Linked DNA regions of Rattus norvegicus: region 1 is linked to region 2. Evidence: chromatin contacts called from public Hi-C data. All regions are on one chromosome and are shown on one strand. Each heading gives the region's core, a stretch centred on a gene start, on an enhancer-like site or on the middle of the called end of the contact. The rest is flanking DNA. Distances are from core to core; before and after follow the strand shown.

Region 1 (3,896 bases), core at 477-2,976, 200 kb before region 2:
GGCTGGGCCTCCTTCCCAGGATCTCGGATCGAACCGCCAAGAAGACTAAAGCCGGCTTGGCAAAGACTGATCTCCAGCTCCCCAAGCCCCCAAAGCAGAGCAAGGGTCCCAACGCGTCCACCTATACCCTACTTTCCGCCATTCCCCAGTCGCTGAGTACTTACGACATTGTCTCCTCCACACACCCCCACCGCCCCCAGGGAAAAAAAAAAGCCTCGTCTGATGGAAAATGTCTTGAAACCAAATCTGGCTAGGTGTGCTAATATCGTCAAGACAGCGGAGGCTGAGGAGGTGCGTCCTCATTGTCGGGCCCAAGTTATTTCCCCAGAGCGAATTGTCCATTTAAAGTACGACCACAGAGCTGTGACTCAGACAGGGCATGGAGGGTAAAACAGGGCCTTAGAAGCACTAGGGTTTAAACCCTTTGAAGAAAGAAGGTTGTTTGCTTTTAGGAAACAGCTTCGTTCCGATTTTCGTCTTACTCCCTACTAGAAAGCTGGAAACGAGAGATACGAAGTATAAGTGGAAATTGTTATCGAGACGTGGAGGGCAACCCGAAGAAAAGTTGCTTGGAAAATTGCTAGTTATATTCCAAGATGAAACGTTAACTTTTTTGTAAAAGTGAACTCTGGGTGACCCTCAGAGTGTGTGACTCGGCTTTAACATGCAACTGACAATTAAAACAAACACGAATTCACAAACTAACCCCCGCCCGCTCTCGCAACGCAGAGGCCCTTGAGTCTCTAAAGCACTAGGCTGACTCCGCTCAGGGGGTAGGATTAAAGCCACTAGGACCACTACTCCCCGCCCCCAATGCTGCAGTAAAGGGCCTGAGCTCACCCAGAGGCCGCTAATAAAGCTAATAACGCGACCCCGCTCCCCGCGCGGGGTGCGCTCTGGCCCCCCGCCAGGCACTCTTAAAGGCACAAGGGCCTGGAACGCTCGGGTTACTCGACCTGGAGAGCTGGGGACTGGGCCCTGATCGGAGGTTGGGGGTGGGGAGTGCATTGCTCCAGGGTAGGTGGCCCCTAGTTTCCCTAGTCTCGCCGTTTCTCCTAACCCAGTCCTCGTCCGGCCTCAGCTCTCCATCCACACAATCTCCGCGTGCCGGGGAAATGGGCGTTTGATATATACTTGATGAATCGAATCATTATCCTGTTGCCGAAATACACATAGTAAAACTACACTCCGGGTTCTCGAGGGTAAAAAGAAATGCCGTCGGTGACCTGAACTATCTTTCCTGCCTTCACTCTTCTCCATAGTTGAACAGGTTTGAAGAATAGCCTGTGCGAAAAGTCTCCAAGGACGCAGAGTCAGTGTCCCCAGGGTAAGGGACAAAAAGATCGGAGTCCCTGCCAGCGACACCGGAGTGTAGCTTTCTCTAGGCAGTTGGAGAAACCGAGGGGATAAGGATAGATTGAAAGAGTTCAGTTAACTTTGAAAAGAAAAAAAAAAGTAGGGAGCGTCCGTGCGCACAGAACACTTACCTTCATGGCGAGGGGGAGGGGGCGCGGAGAGGAAGTCGCCACCCCAGCGAAGGGGGCCGAGGAATCCAAGCGAAGCGTCGGGGTTAAGCCTGGGGGGACGATTCAAAGCAGGACTGCGGAGTCCTCCTGGGCGCGTCGGGTGGGCGCAGCGACCCGGAGCGGAAGCGAGCACTGGCACCCGGGCTCGGGCTGCGGGGCTGGTATAGCGTGGAAATGTGCCCAAGAACCGAGAGGGCGCCGGCGCGCGCGGGCGAGCAGCAAGCGCAGGGCCGAGCGGGGACACAGTGTAGGAGCCGCGGGTCCGACGAGGGCGCGCAGGCGACTGTTCCGCGGCGAGGCGCTCCCTCTCTAACGTCCATCAGCGACGGCGGTAATTAGGGCTTTCCAACCCCAAATGTGGGCGTGATTGTGCAAAAGACTTTACAACAAATAATAAAAAAAATTCTTCACAAGAAGGTGAAAAAAAATGCCCAACTACTCAACGGTGGCCCGAGGCGGGGAAGGGGGGGCAATCCCTATGCCCAAGATGCCCCCAGTTCATTCACACCACGAATTCTGCAGACTTCTGGCGGCTCACGCCTCCTGATTGTCAGCTCCTCCTCTCCGGGTCTGTGACCGAAACGTCTGCATCCAGGGGCTGCTCCTGCAGCTGACTTAGCTAGTGGACGTCTGTGTACACACAGACACACATCCAAACACACACACACACACACACACACACACACACACGCAGAGAGAGACACGCGCGCACAGACACACACACACGCAGACACAGAGACACGCTCGCACACACAGACACACGCAGCAGCAGCAGCAGCAGCAGCAGCAGCAGCAGCAGCAGCAGCAGCAGCAGCTATGGGGCTACAGAACAATCAGGCACGCATGGTTTTTTCTCTGGGAGATGCCGCTGAAATCGCCCAAGTCGCCATCAAAGCTGCAAGAGTCAGCGCCAAATTTTGTCGTTTCATTTTAGAGTCTGGCAAATACCAGGCGCAAAGAAAATGGGTTCAAGGCAGCCCTGAACTTTCTGCCACTTGGTGGCTTGAGCCGTTGATGGACAGCTAGCCCGTGGGGGAACGTTGGCTTCCCCCTTCTGGTCCCCTTCTTCCTTTCTTTCTTTCTTCCTTCGGGTTAACCTTCTTCTTTCCACCCCCTGCCTTTCCAGGGCGAACAGAGGGAGAAGACGGAGGGCGCGGAGCTCCGCGGTGGCGACTCAACTCCAGAGTTCCATGGCGGCCGAGGCTGCCCACCTCCTCGGTCGCGGCCGGGGTCCGAGGGGCGGTCGTGGGGCCCAGAGGAGGCCGCGGAAGGAGCTAGCGAAGCAACAGCCGCACAATCCGGACTCCGGACGGCGGAGGCGTTCCTCGGAGCCTGCAGCAACTTTCCACGCGCTGCGGTGCCCCACAGACTAACTGCCCCAGCGTGGGGACCGCGTGCCCCCCCCACCCCCCGGTCCTTCTGACCAGCTCCCTCACTTTCGCCCTCCCTCTCTCCAGACTCCTCTTTCCCTTGGTGTTCTCAGCGAAAAAAAAATATTTTTAAAGTTGCAGAACCAAACGCGGCTGGAGAGGCAAAGGGGGGTGGGGGGGGAGAAAAGTCAACTTTGCCTATGCGCATGCGTGGTGAGGCTGTCCTATGACAAACTTCGCAGAGTTTTAAAGCTGTACTACGGGGCCGGGGTGCCGGGAGGCGGGGTACGCTCCCCCTTGGGCCCCCTCCTCAAGGCTCCCCATCCCCCAGGCATCTGTTGAACGAGGTCCATTCTGCTGTTGTTGCCTGCCCGCCTCCTAACTGGTTCAGCTTCTTCCAAAGCAGTCGACCCCCCGTTTGTGAGGCTGAACCCCAAGTTTCCGAACCAGACCCCCTTGGCTCAACTATCCCAAACTGCATTTACTGGAGCCTCTACAAAAACGACCTCACTGACGTGGATCCTCGTCGCGACATCTCCTTCTGGGGAGAGTGCTTGAAGCCTGGGCTTGGAGGGTAGGGTGGGCTCGGCTAGCGCATCTTGCAAAGTCCCTGACGTCCTAGAGGTTTGCTAGACAGGATTGCTCCTCACTCCAACGCGGCCAGGCAAGAGTAGAGGTCTGCTGGTATGGATCTAGATGGCGGCTCTCAGGTGAGAAGACTGTGGAGTTTAGGTGAACCGGGGGATCCAGAGTCTGGAACTTCTCGATACTTCTAGATAGCTGAAATTGTTAAGACTTGGATTGGACATAGTTGCCGGATGTGCACCACCCCATCCTCCAGCATGCCATGGGGAACGTGCTCAAAGTATCTCGTTGAATAGTGCAATTCTTTTCTCCATCTTTCCCATCTTCCAACGTTCAAAGTTAGAAGATACACACACACACACACACACACACCACTACACACACTACAAACACACACCACCACTTCCCACCCCTA
Region 2 (3,936 bases), core at 469-2,968:
TCTTATATGCCACTTTAGATCCCTTGATCTGCTAACAGGACTGTGAGGCCAGGAGACAGAGTTAAAATGTGCACTACTTTCCCGAAATTCTTGGCCTACCGTGGTCCAAGACGTCCCTCGTGGGACTAATGTTCTAGCCGTTACTTGGGGAAACGTGAGTTTAGACTTAAAATGCTTAGATTCAGTTTCGTTCAAAGAGAAATCAAAAACTCACAGTGAAGGGCAAAGGGACAGGAGAGAAATGGAAAAGAAATATAATTCTGCTAGTGCCTGGCAATACGTGTGTTTCCTGAGGGGGAGAAAAGTGAGTTTCTCTGGAAACGTAACAAAGTGACTGATTTTTCATAGTTCCTCGCTTTCATGTGTTCAGATCTTGTCCTCCACTTCAGGAAGCAAGGGCAAGGGTTTGTGGCTGCTTGTCCTGAAGACACAGCTGGTTGACCCTGAGGGAAGGCCAAGGCTGGAAGACTCACAGGAAGACATCTTCTCCCTTTAGGTCAGCTCAGCTGACTGAGCACAGTGGACATCAAACGGAATCTCACACAAATTAGCTCCTTGCCTAGACTGTCAGGATGGCACATTCCAACACATGGCTCTCAGTTTCTCTTAAGGAGTAGCTCTAGCCTCTGGGGCATCACTGTACACCACGCTATCGAGTCCTGCATGGGGGTGGGGGTGATCAGATGGGAGAGACTTTGTGGGTTTTCATAAGTGCTACATTCTGTGACTGAGCTCCTTAACGATGCCCCCATTGATATTAGGTCATTGATACCAGTGCAGGGGAGGACGCCGTTTTCTAAATCTGGAGGCCATGGTCTAACAGGGAATTTCACACAGGAGTTCTAGTAAGTCCATTTCCGGTGCCCACCAAGCAGCACAGCAGAGGTCCGTGCTTAACTCTCCTTTGCTCACTGGAAATTGTAAAATTCCCCTTCTGGGTAAGGCCATTTTGCTTCTACCATAAACTGTAAGCGCAGAAAGCATGGCCCTAATTAACATCAGCCTTTCACCTATCTTGTTCTGATCGACATGAACAAGAAAAAACAGTGAGTAGACACTAAGGGACCTAGATTGTTGTGCTGGATCTGAAGAGCAAGCACTGTGAGGACAGGGTTTTATCTTGCCTGCATAGTCTTCTCTAGGCTCTACATAGATCTGGCATGTGACATTTGCTCCAGGGATTGGCTGACAGAGCAAACTACTGGTAACCAAAGTCTAGCCAGGTAGCCTTCCTTCTGGAGCATGGGATTTTTTTTTCCTGAAGAAGGATGTAGGTTCTAATCCTGTGCCCAAGTGTTGTTCAAAGCATTCACTAACTGCAGACATGTCCAAGGGCCCTAGGGCATGTGTCAGGCAGACAACTTTTGGAGCCCCAATGTTGCAGGACCATGGCTGCTCTGTGGAAACCTTTAATGATATAGACACAGGAGGGAGCAATTGAACAGGCAAGACACTCTATTGCCAGTCCATGGAGAAGTGTCAGGAGTTGAGATTTTGTGAGAAGTACTATTCGCAAAGCAGACAGATTTGATCTGGTCACCATTTCCAGCAGGGCATATTAGGACACATGTCTCTGTTATGTCAACATGTCTGTGGCTGACTTACTCCAGTTCTTCCTGGTATCCTTCCATGATTTCTGTTACTATGTCTTGGGGAGAGGAAAGTCCAGGGTGGCCTTCTGGCATTCTTGGTTCAGGAGGACAGCCAAAGAGAGGTCTTTGGGCCTCACGCCAATGAAGCCTCACACTGACTAGTCATGGGAGAATGCCAAGGAACAACAGGCGGTGTGCCAAGGGGCAGCAAACAAGGGCAGTGATCTCAGATATGCTGGGATGAGCAGGAGTGGGCATGAGGTGGCAGGGGCAAAAACTGATACATAAAACCGAACAAAACCAAGGACATACAATTAGTCTTTCAAGGTCACCAGACTCTAGGCTGTTTCAAAGGTTATGCACTGGAGCCTTTTTGCACATGGCTTTGGAAATCCTCAAATCCATGTAAGGCAACCTTCTGCAGTCCTGGGGTCTCTGAGGGTAAGTTCTTCAGGGTACAAAGGTCACTATTTCCATGGTTTGTGTTCTATATAACTGGCTCCCCCTGGAGTTTTATTTCTGACAAAACATTTTAAGGACTAGACCTTAACTAGCTTCTTTGGGATGCCCATGGCATGAAGAAGAGAGGCCTCTGATAACAAGCAAACTTTGATGTGCTCTCTACATGCAGTTAGTACCACAGTGCTTCTTGCCTGTGTCTGAGGTACTCTGGCTTCCACAGGGGATTCTGTGCCCCTACCTAATCCCACCCACCACATGGAATTTATTGCACAAACCATGTTATGATCCACCATTACAAAGGAACAGTAAAAGAAGAAAAGAAACCTACTCACATTGATTATATTGTTCTGGTTAATTTGCACCCAGGTTGGTAATTTGCATATGAATCACCTTCAGGAGTTTTATTACTAGACAGTATACTTTTTGCATAGTAGATGAGTGTGGACCCAGTTGAAAACTGCAGGCTTTTTTCTCTTTTTCCTTTCCAGTTTTGTCATTTTGTCTTTTCATTTGCTTTACTTGGTCAAGGAGGAGATAGGCTCCAAAGCAAATAAACTGGACTCCTTGACGTCGCTGACAAAAAGGGCAGCAAAACAGAGCCTCCTTTTGGTGTTGTACCTCACCACTAACCCACACTACTGAGAGCTTCTGCAGGAGAGAGCTCAGAAAACTCATGGTTTCTCTGGCTGCCAAGCTTTTGGGAATCGCGGGCTTTCTTTTAAATCTTGGAAAGGTACTTTCCAAAGTAACTAGTCCTTAGATATGAGCCAGCAGCAAGCTGCATATCTAGGAAAGAAGAAAGGAGGGGAGGAAAGAAAATGCATAGTATAAACAAGAAAAGACAAAACCTTAAAGAGGAAGGAGAAAGGAAAACATTTAGATTCCCCGAGTGATGGAAATAAATACCAAAGCTATTAGTTTCAGTTCAAAGAGCGTATCACTTTATGCTGTTTATTATTTCTCGAGGATTATTTATTTTATCTTAAAATATCCAAAGCGTAAGAGGGGTTCTAGAGGTAAGCAGCAATGAAACTGACCTGGTCCGGAGAGGGCCTGTGGTTGGAATGCTGTGACCTCCCAGGAGACCGGTGGTGGTGGTGATGGTGGTGGTGGTGGTAATGGTGGTGGTCGTCGTCATAGTTGTCTGCCATCAGCTTCATTCTATTCTGGGTCTGTGCAGAAGGAAAAGCAGGGAAGACGCCATCAGGAGCTAGACGACAAGCCCAATAAGCACAGGGCACAATGACAGCACCTACAAGGACTGCTCCATTTACATCAATCCAGAAGTTCTCATTTTTAGGCACATTGAAATGCAGTAAAGGAGTTGTGCCATTAGCTTTGGTAAAGGAAGTTTAAATCATTCCCTTGGAGCTAGCTAGGTAACACCTGTACACGTCAATGCACTTTTTAAGAGGGAGACAAACACATCGTAAGGTATAGTCAAAGAGATCCAGGATGGACTTACAAGATGCCTATAGTCACATCCTACACTCTAGAGAAGGCCCCCAGGAGGCCCTGGAAGGAGTGCTGGGAGAGGGATATGTGGAGACACAGAATAACAAACAATGCCCTCACAGGACAAGGCAGGAAAGTGCATACCAAAACTGCCAAATGCAGGAGTACTGATGGAGACAAGTTTGCTGCTACAGTGGCTTCTCAGGAAAAGGGTGTCTACACATATTTTAACTGCCATTGTTCTTTGAAAGAATTAGTGCAACGTCAGTGGAAACCAAGCTGACTGCTCCAATGGTGTGGTGTCCATCGTAGGGGAGTCTCGGAGTCACAGTTTAATACTGAGAGCCAGGGGGCAAGAAACAGGGTACAGAACTGGTTGAACCAAGCCAACATAACAACAACAGAAACAATGCCCAAGGCCCGCTGA

Evidence for each region. A called contact is a pair of places that touch in the nucleus more often than the background predicts.
Region 1: a Hi-C map of kidney shows a contact between it and region 2, with 3 times the contacts expected there. The contact joins the promoter of Wnt5a here to the enhancer-like site in region 2. A contact is called at or near these places in 2 of 12 Hi-C or Micro-C datasets (kidney and mammary epithelial cells).

The regions. Positions count from the first base shown.
Region 1 is chr16:3,701,495-3,705,390 of GRCr8, reverse strand. It overlaps Wnt5a (Wnt family member 5A), which reads right to left and starts at 1,726. Exons shown (of 5, transcript NM_022631.3): 1 at 1,488-1,726. The coding sequence starts at 1,493.
Region 2 is chr16:3,503,488-3,507,423 of GRCr8, reverse strand. It overlaps Erc2 (ELKS/RAB6-interacting/CAST family member 2), which reads right to left. Exons shown (of 18, transcript NM_001401498.1): 16 at 3,092-3,226. Among named protein-coding and RNA genes, the nearest start is that of Wnt5a, 200 kb to the left of the region's middle. Within about 2 kb of position 1,718, at least 3 of the 93 cell types and tissues checked have an H3K27ac peak or open chromatin away from gene starts, as enhancers often do. A contact at or near this core is called in kidney, where this site is marked.